2 separate regions of the Oncorhynchus mykiss genome follow, and region 1 is linked to region 2. Evidence: chromatin contacts called from public Hi-C data. All regions are on one chromosome and are shown on one strand. The core of a region is the stretch at or near the end of the contact, and the rest is flanking DNA. Distances in the headings are between cores, read along the strand shown. Region 1 holds the start of ankrd13a (ankyrin repeat domain-containing protein 13A). Region 2 holds the start of si:dkey-98f17.5.

Region 1 (4,710 bases), core at 1,277-3,776, 660 kb before region 2:
TTTTGTAAACATTTGTTATGGCCAGCATCAGCCAGTAAGCTGTGTGTGTAGTAACAAGAGGTATTGTGTGAAGCAGTAGAAAGAAATAGAGTGTCCCACTACGACTGGAATAGACACCTACTGATTCAAGCGTACATAATGTGTGAAATTGTGACGGAAACCCCCAAGGTCAATTTGTGGAAGTGACTTTGATCACACAATTTAACAACCAACAAATAGACCTATACCAAGGCGTGTCAGATGAAGCCATAGCCATATAAATAGTTTGCCAAAGTAATGGTATTAATAAACATTTACATTTGGATATACATTTATTTTATTCATTACAAATAAAAAAGACAATATCCAAACGTAAATGTTTATTATAAATATCATGAATTTGGCATACTATTTATAGGGCTAATCAAGGCAAAGCACAGAGGTCTGGATTGCAGTATGTCATGGAGGAAAGCCGGCCTAACCTGTCCAATTCTTGGCATTCTCTTTGGTAACTTCAGCGCCATTTCTCAGAAGCACTCTCACCGACTCCAGGTGGCCCAGCGACACAGCCAGGTGGAGCGGTGTCCTTCCCCTGGGATCCACAGCCTCTACGTCGTTCTGAGAGAAACAAACAAACAAGCATTGCAATGGCTTCAAAAACAAATAGCCTAGCTACCTAAAGAGAATCTCTCGAGATCTCCATGAGATCGACATCATACACACTGGGAGTTATAGCTACACTGAGGAGATTCGATCATCTGGCCCGGGTTACCCAGGTGGGAGGAGTTTGCACCGGGTGAAAAGTGATTGAATTAGATTTCCTCATGGATATTCAGTCTGAAAGAAATCTGCTTACAAACAGTTCCCTACAAGCCAGAATGTTGAATACAATTATATTTACACTTACTTTACCGGTTGTACATGCTGTTGGTCCTTTTGAAGTTAGGAGGTGGAGATAGGGTATACACAGGAAAGTGTTGTTTACCCAACTTTTTGCAGCACCGGTAGGTTCTGCCGCTTGTATTTTCAATCTCCTGACGCATTGCACAATATAAACAATAGCCAAATGTAACCAAACATATCATCCGAAGCACATTTCCTCAATCTGGAAGTGTTAGTAAAATTTGCCAGCTGATTGTGCGGGACAACATGCACCCTGTGGTTCGGTTTGGCTCAGCCATATTGTGCAACTGTTTGTGCGAATTGTGTCAGTAATGAAAATAAAAACACAAATCAATACACAGACCAGCATACTGAAGGTCTGATTGATAACGCTTCCCTGTGGATATTTTGTATCAGATTACCTCAGACATAGTGGCAAAATCAGAAGACAACAGGTGAAGTAAGTTGAAATGGAGTTTGTTCAACATTATGACTTGGAATGGGACTGTTCCGGAATGCTGAGCCTACATGTTAGAGACGAGAGTGTATTTCACTCTCCTATTCTAAAAGAGGCTAAATCTGAGCAGCTCAGATTACTGTTAATTTGTGAAGGGCGCTCCTCCCTCACCACTTTTGCACTTCACGGGCCATAAACCGGTTCACCGCGGCTCAGGTTAAAAGAACTCCCTCATTTCCTGTTAATAACAAATACTCAACTGACCACAAAAACATTTAGAATGGAGAAAAGCAACCATATCTTTGGGTTATGATTTCCTGATAATTATCCACATCAATTCTCAGCTAGGTTATTATAGTAGGAAAATACCGTTTCTAAGCTCTTAATGCGTTTCAAGAATCAGTGGCCAGCCTGTGCCAGATGTCGAACAAAGTAGCCAGTAGTAATGTAAACAGGACGGCTAGCTATGCTGAATGAAATGTGTACTGTAGTTAATATGATCAATAATGCAACATGGCATTCCATGAACCCTTAAACTGGCAGAGCATACATAGCCTAGGAATTACGCCAATCAAAGTATATGGTTATCCATGTCAGGCCAAGTAGCTAACGTTAGCTATCAAGGTAGCCAAGTTAGTAACGTGCTAGCTAGCTTCAGACACTTTGAAGCAAATACATCTGTAGTTAGTTAGCTAAAGGCAGCGAAACAGAAAAGTACATATAGCTAGCTCATTGTCCATATTTTGACATAGCTACCTTTGTTGAGTCGTTTTCCAATTTCCTGTAATCATTTTCCCAGACTAAGGAATGTAGTGGAAACTTCACCCTGAAATCTTCGTTGGCCGCGGATAACATCTTCCCCTGCTAGTTTACACTTCTCAATGTATCTAGCCTATATTTACAGCCATGGACAACCTAAGCTAAACCTTAAAGTTGAAGAAATGTTAATCAATGCACCTCATCTCATTTTCCAACAGGACCCATGTCAAATTGTGCTAGCCATAGATAGCCAACTACTACCAAATAAAACTTTTCGAAAAACAAGGAAGTGTCACGTTGAGACTTGTGGTAGGGGTGTTTGAGATAAACTATTTGAGGATAAAGACTAATATAGGACTATATTTATGAATACATATTATTACATGTATATATTTATTAAAAATACACGTTTTTAAGTTCAATATTTGCTAAAAATAATAATAATAATAATCCTCGCGAAAATATATATTTTTTCAAGCAAGCACGTGACCATGTTACACTATGGCCGGGGAAAGCGGGGCTTTACTAATTTGTGCCAAATACAAATACTTTTTCGTACATATAATTTTAGTATTGTAAATATAGAAAGCTACTTCAAGTAGTGAATATTTGCGCAATTAAACTGCAAATCAATTACAACAATTAATGTGAGCCTATTTACCATCCACGTCACATCCCTTAACCGCAACAACAAGCACTTACGAAGGCCATGGCTAGAAGGGATCCAGCTTTTGTCAAATGGACGTCAAAAGTGTTTTATTTCTTTGTTTTTTTATACTGAACAAACATATAAACGCAACAATTTCAACTATTTTACTGTTACGGTTAATATAAGGAAATCAGTCAATTTAAATAAATAAATTAGGCCCTAATCTATGGATCTACATGATTTAGCATGGGCGCAGCCATCGGTTGGTCTGTGAAGGCAAAGGCTCACCCACTTGGGAGCCAGGCCCAGCCAATCAGAATGAGTTTTTCACCACAGAAAAGGTCTTTACTTTTTATTTTATTTATTTCACCTTTATTTAACCAGGTAGGCAAGTTGAGAACAAGTTCTCATTTACAATTGCGACCTGGCCAAGATAAAGCAAAGCAGTTCGACACATACAACGACACAGAGTTACACATGGAGTAAAACAAACATACAGTCAATAATACAGTATAAACAAGTCTATATACGATGTGAGCAAATGAGGTGAGATAAGGGAGGTGAAGGCAAAAAAAGGCAATGGTGGCAAAGTAAATACAATATAGCAAGTAAAACACTGGAATTGTAGATTTGCAGTGGAAGAATGTGCAAAGTAGAAATACAAATAATGGGGTGCAAAGGAGCAAAATAAATAAATAAATAAAATACAGTAGGGAAAGAGGTAGTTGTTTGGGCTAAATTATAGGTGGGCTATGTACAGGTGCAGTAATCTGTGAGCTGCTCTGACAGTTGGTGCTTAAAGCTAGTGAGGGAGATAAGTGTTTCCAGTTTCAGAGATTTTTGTAGTTCGTTCCAGTCATAGGCAGCAGAGAACTGGAAGGAGAGGCAGCCAAAGAAAGAATTGGTTTTGGGGGTGACTAGAGAGATATACCTGCTGGAGCGTGTGCTACAGGTGGGAGATGCTATGGTGACCAGCGAGCTGAGATAAGGGGGGTCTTTACCTAGCAGGGTCTTGTAGATGACATGGAGCCAGTGGGTTTGGCGACGAGTATGAAGCGAGGGCCAGCCAACGAGAGCGTACAGGTCGCAATGGTGGGTAGTATATGGGGCTTTGGTGACAAAATGGATTGCACTGTGATAGACTGCATCCAATTTGTTGAGTAGGGTATTGAAGGCTATTTTGTAAATGACATCGCCGAAGTCGAGGATTGGTAGGATGGTCAGTTTTACAAGGGTATGTTTGGCAGCATGAGTGAAGGATGCTTTGTTGCGAAATAGGAAGCCAATTCTAGATTTAACTTTGGATTGGAGATGTTTGATATGGGTCTGGAAGTAGAGTTTACAGTCTAACCAGACACCTAAGTATTTGTAGTTGTCCACGTATTCTAAGTCAGAGCCGTCCAGAGTAGTGATGTTGGACAGGCGGGCAGGTGCAGGCAGCGATCGGTTGAAGAGCATGCATTTAGTTTAACTTGTATTTAAGAGCAATTGGAGGCCACGGAAGGAGAGTTGTATGGCATTGAAGCTTGCCTGGAGGGTTGTTAACACAGTGTACAAAGAAGGGCCAGAAGTATACAGAATGGTGTCGTCTGCATAGAGGTGGATCAGAGATTCACCAGCAGCAAGAGCGACATCATTGATGTATACAGAGAAGAGAGTCGGTCCAAGAATTGAACCCTGTGGCACCCCCATAGAGACTGCCAGAGGTCCGGACAGCAGACCCTCCGATTTGACACACTGAACTCTATCAGAGAAGTAGTTGGTGAACCAGGCAAGGCAATCATTTGAGAAACCAAGGCTGTCGAGTCTGCCAATGAGGATGTGGTGATTGACAGTCGAAAGCCTTGGCCAGATCAATGAATACGGCTGCACAGTAATGTTTCTTATCGATGGCGGTTAAGATATGTTTAGGACCTTGAGTGTGGCTGAGGTGCACCCATGACCAGTTCTGAAACCAGATTGCATAGCAGAGAAGGTATGGTGA
Region 2 (4,853 bases), core at 2,342-4,841:
CTGTGAAGAGACACACACAAAGTACAGAAACATTGCATACGCACACAAGCGCTAGCACACGCACGTACATTGTAGTATGGTGGTATTATACATTTTGTATTGTAGATATGTAGTGGTGTAATAATGTTATATGATGTGCTGTTTTATATTTTGTTTTATATGTAATGTAAGTGCCTTGATGTGTTTGGACCCCAGGAAGAGTAGCTGCTGCCTTGGCAACAGCTAATGGGGATCCCTAATTAATACAAATACAAAAGTCAATAAATACAAATGGTAAATAATGTAGTGTAATTTTCAAGTCACCTTTATTGTAAATAAGAATATAATAGAATATAATATGTTAGTCCTGAATTAATTGTGACTAATGATAATGAGAAAGTTAAGACACACAAATATCATACCCCCAAAAATGCTAACCTGTGGAGTGGTTAGCATTTCTTAACTTTGACATGTCATCATTCACGATTAATTCAGGACTATCCGTAATCATGGTAGCATCCACATTGATGTAGAAGTGTTAAGAAATATATTCTATTCTTATTTACATTAAAAAAAGGGAATCCAAAACACAATACATTATTTACTATTAATTTCTATTGGGCACAAAATAGTCTGAAACACAACCAAAACAAACAGCCAATGCATCCAACAAGTGTGTAGAGTTACAAGCTTGGTGTAATCATTACATGCTAGGAATTTGAGACCAAATACTAAACTTTTGACTACTTTAATATATACGGTATAGGTTCATTTGTACTAATACTTTTGGTCCCCTAAAACTGGGGGACTATGTACAAAAAGTGCTGTAATGTAATTTATAAAACGGTTCACCCGGTATGGATGAAAACACTCTCAAATTAAAGCTGACAGTCTTTAACCTCATAGTCATTATATCATTTAAACTTGAAAGTGCTGCAGTACAGAGTCAAAACAACAACAAGTGTGTCACAGTCTCAATACTTACGGAGGGCACTGTACATCAATGTGTAGATCCAGCTATATGCCTAAATCTCAAATGAGTGTACAACGCTGTAAAGATTTCCTAAATATGTACCAGCGGTGACCAACAACAGGCTCCAGTGATCATAGTTATGGCTGCAATGAATGAGATTCATGGCGCCAGCGACAGTAAACCATTGGTAAGCAATTATTAGCATACCACAAGGCTTACTGTTATGGTATTCAATCGCCACTGGCTGAATACGAAGCAAGTTGTTTACAACATGGTTAAAAGAGCTTTGAGAGACATTCACAGCAGCGGTGGCGTGGTGCTACGAACTTACCGTCAGCGATTCTCTTTTCCGACCACTTGTTATAAACGTAAATCCCTGCGTTTCTATGGCAACGCCTGTTTTCTGTATATGTTCTTCCACATACCTGAAATGGCAGCAAGTGAAATTGAGTCAACAATTGTGTGAAATGCACTGCACATTGACAAATTCCATCACTAGGGATTTAAAAAAATATATATAAATATTTAAATCACAGAATCAAACTTGACAGTTATTATTAATTTCAAATGTATGTGTGACTATGACATTCATGATATCCTTTAGGATACAGTGTGATAATGAAAACGTTACACAAAGCAAATGCAAAACAAAAACAGAATCTTTACATGTCATATTCATTAAACAGACTCATACATCTACATTCTTAGGTATTTCACATCCTCACTAAATTGCTAGATTCCTTTCTTTCCATTAGGAAAGGTCTCGGGTAAATAAATCACCGGATTGTTAGACCACAACGTCTAGGCTAATGCTGTATCTTGCAGCACCTCCAATCCATGTCCCTGTGTGGACATTCGTCAGCCACATTTTAACAAACATATTTGCCTCTTCCTTTCTCCTGCCCTCTTTCCTTCCTTCCTACACTCGACTCGGCTCTTGATTTGTGGCCTAGCCTGTGCCGATCCTTAGCAGTGATACTAGGGAGCTATATTACCAATTAATAAATGAGCTTTTTCCAGCAGAGTGGTTCCCCATTATCATCACAATGATCTTCTTCCGTGGAGGAAGGAGCCGGAGACCCAGTCGGCTTGATATCTTCACCAGCCCTGAACACACACAAACATACACAGGTCAGACGGCTTTCCTTTCTTTCGGACACTACCGTTTCAGTATGGGTCAGGCAAGCCGTGCTATCAAATCTAATCAAATTTGTGGTGTAGACTAACAGTGAAATGCTTACTTATTATGGGTCCTTTTCCAACAATGTTTTTCTAAGACCCCTTTTCCATCTTTATCCAGATATCACAACATTTACTTATGCCACATTAAGATTATTTTTTTTTTTTAAATGGTTGAAAAATGTATCTATATCTATCTAGCTCAGGAAATAGGGCATGAACATAGAGTAGGCCCTAGGCCCTGAGAGCATGATCTGGCCAACAAACTGCAGTGGTGTAAAGTATTTAAGTAAAGATACTTCGATGTACTACTTACATTGTTTTTTAGGGTATCTGTACTTTACTATTTATATTTTTGCCAAATTTTACTTCACTATAGTCCTAAAGAAAATAATGTACTTTTAACTCCATATATTTTCCCTGACAACCAAAAGTACTCCTTAAATTTTGACAGAAAAATGGTCCAATTAACACACTTAATGGTCATCCCTACTGCCTTTAATCTGGCGGATTCAATAAACACAAACGCTTAATTTGTAAATGATGTCTGCGTGTTGGATTGTGCCCGTGGCTATTTGCCAATAAATAAATAAAAAAGAAAATGATGCCGTCTGGTTTGCTTAATATAAGGAATTTGAAATGGTTTATACTTTTACTTTTGATACATAAGTACATTTTAACAATTCCATTTTACGTTTGACACTTAAGTATTTTTTAAACCAAATACTTAGACTTTTTGCTGAAGTAGTGTTTTACTGGGTGAGTTTCACTTTTACTTGAGACATTTTCTATTAAGGTATCTTTACTTTTATTCAAGTATGACAATTGAGTACGTTTTCCACCACTTGACAAACTGTAGGCTATATTTATTATTTAAAATATGACATAAGACCAATATTGTACATTTTTTTAATGCCAAATACACATCCAAACACTTGGTTAAAGACCTGGTTAAAACAACAATACCAAGAAGTTTGCCACTGTTAAAGACCCTGTTTGTTTGGGGTGTTTGACATATTAGTGGATAGTGACAGACAACGCTTGATGATCAGAGTAGAACATTCGAGCACGTGTAAACACAGGCATTAACTTTTAAATGAATTGCTACTTTGTTGAACAGCAGGCTTGACGAATATGCACGGCTGTTCTATTGATCATGTAGGCTGTGTGTAGAAATAGCTTGCTATTTACCGTTTTCGCTGTCGATATATAAATTGTGGCATTCTCTCAAGATTCGTTCACTGGGTGTGGTGATCGCGGATTCCAGAGGGTTTGCCACAGAACGGGGCTTTCTACCGCCCGACATGACAGTTGTAGAACTACCTTCCACCATCTTTAAAATGACAGGGGGAACGTTTACGGTGATGCACAGTGTCTATGATTTGCTCACAGATAGAACCATTTGCGTTTTAGATGAGGTTACGGCTAGATTGAATACAGTTGTCAAATTGACGTCTAAAGAAGATTTGTTTTGTGCGGAGTTTAGCATTTTAGCTAACTCAACAGTTTTCCGAATCATAATTGAATTATCCTAACCGGCTGCGTAAATTCTAACCGACTACGTAAAAAATATATTCTGTGCGAGTCTGACATAAACCGTATCCCATCTAGTCACGTCCATTAGAAGGCTTGACAGCGTCGCCCTGAGACTAAAATACAGAAGTACAGCTCAAAAGAACAAGGAGGCCTATGTCGGTAGCACTGTTTACAGTAGTATTAATGTAGTAGACTATACATCACATAATATAAGTAAATAGAAGGGTCTCTTTTGTCTTACAAATTGCGTAAGAATTTAGGCATTTTGACATTCCAAGTCCAATATGTTTGTGTAAACTTGTAAGGTTAGGCTACTATACAGTGGGGCAAAAAAGTATTTAGTCAGCCACCAATTGTGCCAGTTCTCCCACTTAAAAAGATGAGAGAGGCCTGTAATTTTCATCATAGGTATGACAGACAAAATGAGAAAAAATCCAGAAAATCACATTGTAGGATTTTTAATGAATTTATTTGCAAATTATGGTGGAAAATAAGTATTTGGTCAATAACAAAGTTTATCTCAATACTTTGTTATATACCCTTTGTTGGCAATGACAGAGGTCAAACGTCTTCACAAGGTTTTCACACACTGTTGCTGGTATTTTGGCCCATTCCTCCATGCAGATCTCCTCTAGAGCAGTGATGTTTTGGGGCTGTTGCTGGGCAATACAGACTTTCAACTCCCTCCAAAGATTTTCTATGGGGTTGAGATCTGGAGACTGGCTAGGCCACTCCAGGACCTTGAAATGCTTCTTACGAAGCCACTCCTTCGTTGCCCGGGCGGTGTCTTTGGGATCATTGTCATGCTGAAAGACCCAGCCACGTTTCATCTCCAATGCCCTTGCTGATGGAAGGAGGTTTCCACTCAAAATCTCACGATACATGGCCCCATTCATTCTTTCCTTTACACGGATCAGTCGTCCTGGTCCCTTTGCAGAAAAACAGCCCCAAAGCATGATGTTTCCACCCCCATGCTTAGGTAGGTATGGTGTTCTTTGGATGCAACTCAGCATTCTTTGTCCTCCAAACATGACAAGTTGAGTTTTTACCAAAAAGTTATATTTTGGTTTCATCTGACCATATGACATTCTCCCAATCTTCTTCTGGATCATCCAAATGCTCTCTAGCCAACTTCAGACGGGCCTGGACATGTACTGGCTTAAGCAGGGGGACACGTCTGGCACTG

What was found. A called contact is a pair of places that touch in the nucleus more often than the background predicts.
Region 1: a contact with region 2 is called in a Hi-C map of liver, with 9 times the contacts expected there. The contact joins the promoter of ankrd13a here to the promoter of si:dkey-98f17.5 in region 2. A contact is called at or near these places in 2 of 3 Hi-C or Micro-C datasets (blood and liver).

The regions. Positions count from the first base shown.
Region 1 is chr11:46,647,845-46,652,554 of USDA_OmykA_1.1, reverse strand. ankrd13a (ankyrin repeat domain-containing protein 13A) reads right to left here and starts at 2,526. Exons shown (of 16, transcript XM_021621016.2): 1 at 2,075-2,526; 2 at 887-1,013; 3 at 462-597. The coding sequence starts at 2,109.
Region 2 is chr11:45,991,926-45,996,778 of USDA_OmykA_1.1, reverse strand. si:dkey-98f17.5 reads right to left here and starts at 3,591. Exons shown (of 12, transcript XM_021620975.2): 1 at 3,323-3,591; 2 at 1,948-2,059; 3 at 1,284-1,377. The coding sequence starts at 3,464.